Regions from separate parts of the Mus musculus genome. Here region 1 is linked to region 2. A link is a contact called in public HiChIP or PLAC-seq data. All regions are on one chromosome and are shown on one strand. Each heading gives the region's core, a stretch centred on a gene start, on an enhancer-like site or on the middle of the called end of the contact. The rest is flanking DNA. Distances are from core to core; before and after follow the strand shown.

Region 1 (2,700 bases), core at 18-2,517, 92 kb after region 2:
TTAGAGCTCACGGTCTTGCTTATTCTGGGCAAGCGCTCTACATTGAGCTACATCGCTAGCTCTAGGTTTATTTTACATTTTTATTTATTTTATTTTGTTTGTGGGTGGGTATATAGCCACCACACTACACATGCTAAGGTCAGAAGACAATTTGCAGGAGTTAGCTCTTTCCTTCCACCCTATGGATTCCTGAGATTTAATCCCAGGGCATCGGGCTTTGTGGCAGGTACCTCTGTCAGCCATGTGCCAACTCATGTTCTCATAAATACACATATACACATAGAGACGTTACATAATTATATTATTTACACATATAACTTATATTATAATATGTTCAAACTTTATTTAATGTATGAATTCTCTGATGCATGCACAGCCACAGGCCAGGAGACAGCATCAGACCCTCTTACAGACAGCTGTGGGCTACCATGTAGTTGCTGAGAATTGAACTCAGGACCTCTGGAAGAGCAGCCAGAGCTCTTAACTGCACAGCCACCTTGCCATCCCCTATTCTCATTTTAAAATAGCTTAGTCAGGCTGGGAAGATAACTCAGAGGTTAAGAGCACTGAACCAGGTTCAATTCCCAGAATCTATGTGGCAGCTCAGAAGTGTCTGCAACTCCAGTTTCAAGGGCTGGGATCACGGCTGCCATTCACCACGGACACGACACATACATGGTATGTAGACTTACAGCCACATCAAATTATTAATTCAAAGCTCAGTGGTAAAGCATTTGCTAAGTGTGCATGAAGCCCCGAGTTTCAAAGTTTGACCTCTAGCACTTGGGGAGAACAAAAAGAAAAGATGCAACTTCCTTATCAGTAGCTGGGGGTAAGATCAACTGACAATATTAATTTTCTCAACAAAGACCCACTTCTGATTAAAATTCACTTTCCCCAGTTTCAAACAGAAACTGGGAATAGAAAGCTTGATAGTAACAGGATTTCAGCCTCCAAAATAATTCTGCATAAAGAAGTCTTCAGCAGTCAGCATTTTGACATTACACATTTCCACACAAAAAATATAAAATAATATTAACAATAAAAATATGAAAAGTTATTCTAAGCATTTCTCCATTAAATTAGAATCCACCCCAACAGAAATATGCATGAGAAAGCACTCTCCTTCTGTTTGACGAAAACCATCCAACAGAAAGATAAACACAATAAGACGAATATTTTTGAACTCATAAAGCAGGTGCTATGTGTGTGGGGCAGATGTGGAGGTAAACTTGGCGGAGGAGGAAGTGGGTGGGAGAGCGGAGCACCACAAGCTCCTCCCATTCCTTGAAGGATCCCCATGCACTGTACACAGTGTGTGATCTGACATAGCTCCCAGCATACCAGACAACACAAAGGACCCAAGTCGGTGGCTGCTTCCCCTGTCTTCATAGAAGTGCCCCTGGGAATTGGCCTCTCCCCCACAGGTTCAAGGACAGGCTAGTCAGATTTGGCTACAACACAGGTTGTACCCCATTTGCCCTTGAATACATAAACATACCCTAATTGGCTAAAAAGCTGTATGTAAGCTTATATAATAAACAATGAAGTTAAATCTGCACTCTGACTCTGGTCTCTAGAGCCTGAATCCCAGGCATCTCCGTGGGTTTGTCTCCACTCTTCCCCCCATTTCCCAATCCCTGTTCCCACAACTGTGGCAAAAGGCATGATCTTTTTACAGTAAATAAGACAGCATCCCACTGTGGATAAAATCTGTTAAATATTAGAGAAAAAATCCCTGAAGCACTGAAAGGTTTATACCATGTCTCTTGCACAGAAGACAGCTTCTCCTATCTGTCTTAGGGAAGCAGTCCCCGAGGTGTCCCAGGCTGGCCCTGAACTCCTTACATAGCAGAGGAAGGCCCTGAATTCCTGCTTTGTCTGCTTTCTCCTCCCAAGTGCTGGAATTACAGGTGTGAGCCACTAAGCCTGCTGTGAACAGCTTCATGCCAGGCTTGCTCAAGTCAGGCTTGAAGATCATATCTTATTATTGCTTTTTCTATTGGGTTAGAATACAAAGTAATGAATTCATTGTGGCACCTTTGCTTTCACTGTCTCTCTCCCTCACTCCCTGCCCCCACGTCCTCTGCCTGCCTCTGGCTCCTTTCTCTCCGTCCCCAAGTTTGTCCCCCATTCTGTCCCGTTATCACTTGTACAGACCACCTTTCTTATGTCACATTTCTCTTTCTCCTTCAAGATCAAAGTCAGTCAGAAGTCTTTGATGCCCAGGCCCTATGCTGTGACTTCTGGTATTCTGGACAGCTGTCCATGCAACTTGCTTTGGCCAATAGAAAAGGTGGGGGCATTCAAAAGGCAGTATGGAGCTTCAGTCTGAATAGACTTAGAGTGAAATCAGAATAAGCCCAGTGTGACAAGTTGGAGGATGATCAGCCATGGAGCAGAGGCAAACCATTTCAGATATAAAGTACACCAGGTGACAGCCAGCCACGCCTTAGGCCTGCAGATGGCTCCAACTGGGCCACCGACCTAACTGCTGGTTAGCCCTAAATGCATGCACAATCTGGCTGCCACATGTCCCAGTCTGTGGCCTGCTGTTAGGCAATGTCCTCATGACAGCAGACATGAAACACCTTTGAAGCCTTCACAATGGCCGGGCTTATTTCATGCCCGTCTCTAGAAGAGGCTCTGAAAATGCCTCTTAAGCAGCCTGTGCACCTGCCTCCTGGGTCTTTGTTTCTG
Region 2 (2,700 bases), core at 186-2,685:
CGATCATGGAGGGGTCCAAAAAGCTTGTGTGACTATATACTTCAGTCTCCTCGTGGGCACGTGCCTGGGCATCTGTCTTTTTTTTTTTTTTTCCTTCCTGAATGGTGACTGTACCATTTTCTAGTCCCCCTGCCAGAGAGCCGAGGGAGCCCTTCTCTTTGCCTGAGGAGTTGGCTTTCTTGATTTTGATGGTTCAGCATGCCCTGGGGGTAGGTCTAGAGGGTCTCAGTAGGGATGAGCTATCTCTTGGAAGACTGGGGGCTGCTGCCTACCACACCTACAGGGAACCTCTTTCCCACACCTAGGAAATATGAATTTGACCCTGGGGGGGGGGTCACGCTGAGGGCTTGCTCTCTTTGTTGGCCATGGAGATAGATCACAGCATGTCTCTGTGCCTCAGTTTCCTTTTCTGAAAATTGGAAGAAACACCATTTACTTCCACAGATAAAGTATCTTAAGGGTTTCTATTGCTGCCATGAAAACACCATTGATCAAAAAGCAAACTGGGGAGAAAGAGGTTTATTTGGCTTACACTTCCATGTTTCTGTTAATTATTGAAGGAAGTTAAGACAGGAACTGGGCAGGAGCTGATACAGAGGCCATGGAGGACAGCTGCTTACTGGCTTGCTCCTCATGACTTACACAGCCTGCTTTCTTATAGAACCCAGGACCACTAGCCCAGGGATGGCTCCACCAACAACCAGCTGGGCTCTTTCTTCATTGATCACTAATTGAGAAAATGTCCTATAGTTGGATCTCATGGAGGCATTTCCTCAACTGAGGCTCCTTTTTCTCGGATGACTCTAACTTGTGTCAAGTTGACACACAAAACCAGCCAGTACATAAAGCTTCAGGGATTCAGTAGAAATAAAAATTGAAAAAACATGGGGTTGGTGCCCACACCCATCTCAAATCCATTAGGGAGTCTGAGGCTATCCTGTCTCAAAATCAGCCCACGAAGAATAAATCAATTAGACAATAGAAAACGAACAAAACAACTCCTCCCTCCTCTCATTTTTATATTTCCCTTTCTGTCTCTCGCCTTCCTTCTATCTCTTAATTCTTGAAAAAAAAAAAAAAAAAGGCGCCCGCTTATCTCGAGTCAAGGGCAGGTTGGGGCCGGACTTGTGCTGGGGAGTGGCAGGCACAGCACGCCGAGACCCGATTGTGCCACTTTCCCGGGCACCGGGCCGGCACTGGGCGCCCGCAGACCCGCGAGTGGCGGGGAGAACACCTCCAGCCGCTGCCGAGTCCCCGGCTCCCGCCCGCGGGGCATCAACACAAAGGTCCTGCGGCAGCAGCTGTGCCGCGCTCCTCCTCCCCGACCAGTCCAAGGTCCGGGCCGCGCGTCCATTGGCCCGGAGCTCCAAGGGGCGTGGTCTCACACTCCGCCCTGCCCCGCGGCCACGCCCCAAGTCCCCGATCTTTTCTTGCAGTCGAAGAGCAGCAGCTGGAGGAGTAGGACGTGTCGCCAGGTAAGTGGCTGGTCCTGGGACCCTAGGGATGGGCGTGATGGTGCGCGGGATCTCTGGAGCCGCGGGGACGGGGCCGAGGCCTGCTCTGCACTTTGCTTCCCCTCTGTGGGGCCTTCTCGTTCTCCAGCTCCGTGATGGGTGCCCCCCCACCCCCACCTCCGGGACGTGCTCCAGTCGCCCGGGCTAGTTTGGGGAGCGCGGGTTACTCACCGTCCCCAAGGGGAGACGGGTGGGTGTGGCCACAACACCGATACTTGTCTGACTTCGGTTAGTACTTCTCTCTGGGCCACCTGTTTTTTGAGCGTAGGAGGCGCGCCCTCTGCGTTTTCTGGCGGGCTGGAGGTGCTGGAGACTCGCGGCTAGAGGAAGGCGGAGCTGTCCTCGACGGCCGGGCCTCGCCAGCTGCATGCTGGGCGGCGGGACAGTAGCCAGGCCCGGAGAGGGGGAACCGCCCTGACCCCTCGCGGTTGGCTGCCTGTAGGGAGGAGGAGCGGCAGGGCGCGCTCGCTTGGTGTTTGCGCCAGGATGGGGGCCTTAGGGCACAGAGGAAAACTTCACCGGGACTGGCGGTCCTGTTTACAGGCCGGAAATGCAAGGTTGGGTTTTGCTTTTTGTTTAAAAAAACCAGGCTCTGAGCTCACAGTTTTCTGAGGTTGCAGTTTAGGTCTGTGCAGGGTCAGCTGTAGATTCCCACTTCTCCTTCAGGGCCTGGATTCTGAGAGATGGAGGTGCCCCTTTGCAAAATAGGAGACCCCCCCACCCTTCCCCGCCGATTGGAATAGAGGGAGCTGGCTAGCCTAAGTGTCTGGAGAAATAGGGGCTTTTTAAAAACCTTCCCCTCTTGACCATACTGTTACTTCTTGGTGCTTTTAGTATGTTCTCTCTCCAAGCTGAAGCCAGAGGGAGAGAATGAAAAATAATTGGTCATTAAACCAGTAGTGGTGGGTTATGCCTGCAGTCCCAGCACTGGGGAGGTAAAAAGGATTCAGGATTCAGGTTCAATCGTGGCTCCATAATTAGTTCAAGGCCAGCTGCGGTAAATAACTTCCTTCTCCTTCACAGCACTGGGGAGACTAAGACAGAGGAACTGTCCACAGCAAGATCCTTCAAACCACTTAAAAACTCGAATTACAATCTGTGTCCCATGTTCCTGTTCTTTGTCCTATTAGGCTCGAACTTTCCCACAGGGCCTTCTCTAGCGGCTTTGTGACTCTGACTGTTCATT

Evidence for each region. HiChIP or PLAC-seq counts read pairs in DNA pulled down with a chosen protein or histone mark.
Region 1: an H3K4me3 HiChIP or PLAC-seq map of embryonic stem cells shows a contact between it and region 2, with 23 read pairs. The contact joins the enhancer-like site here to the promoter of Carhsp1 in region 2. A contact is called at or near these places in 11 of 39 promoter capture datasets (the C10 cell line, HPC-7-derived erythroid cells, embryonic stem cells and 5 more), 3 of 15 datasets of contacts at CTCF or cohesin (the G1E-ER4 cell line, embryonic stem cells and pro-B cells), 24 of 484 Hi-C or Micro-C datasets (the G1E-ER4 cell line, the HL-1 cell line, differentiating embryonic stem cells and 4 more), 13 of 115 datasets of contacts at active chromatin or transcription factors (the SCID.adh cell line, embryonic stem cells and stem cell-derived neural progenitor cells) and 4 of 9 other capture datasets (adipose tissue, embryonic stem cells, liver and 1 more).

Annotation. Positions count from the first base shown.
Region 1 is chr16:8,578,343-8,581,042 of GRCm38.p6, reverse strand. The region is part of intron 3 of Abat (4-aminobutyrate aminotransferase); the gene reads right to left. Among named protein-coding and RNA genes, the nearest start is that of Pmm2, 58 kb to the left of the region's middle. Within about 2 kb of position 1,267, at least 20 of the 459 cell types and tissues checked have an H3K27ac peak or open chromatin away from gene starts, as enhancers often do. A contact at or near this core is called in embryonic stem cells, where this site is marked.
Region 2 is chr16:8,670,888-8,673,587 of GRCm38.p6, reverse strand. It overlaps Carhsp1 (calcium regulated heat stable protein 1), which reads left to right and starts at 1,435. Exons shown (of 4, transcript NM_025821.2): 1 at 1,435-1,475.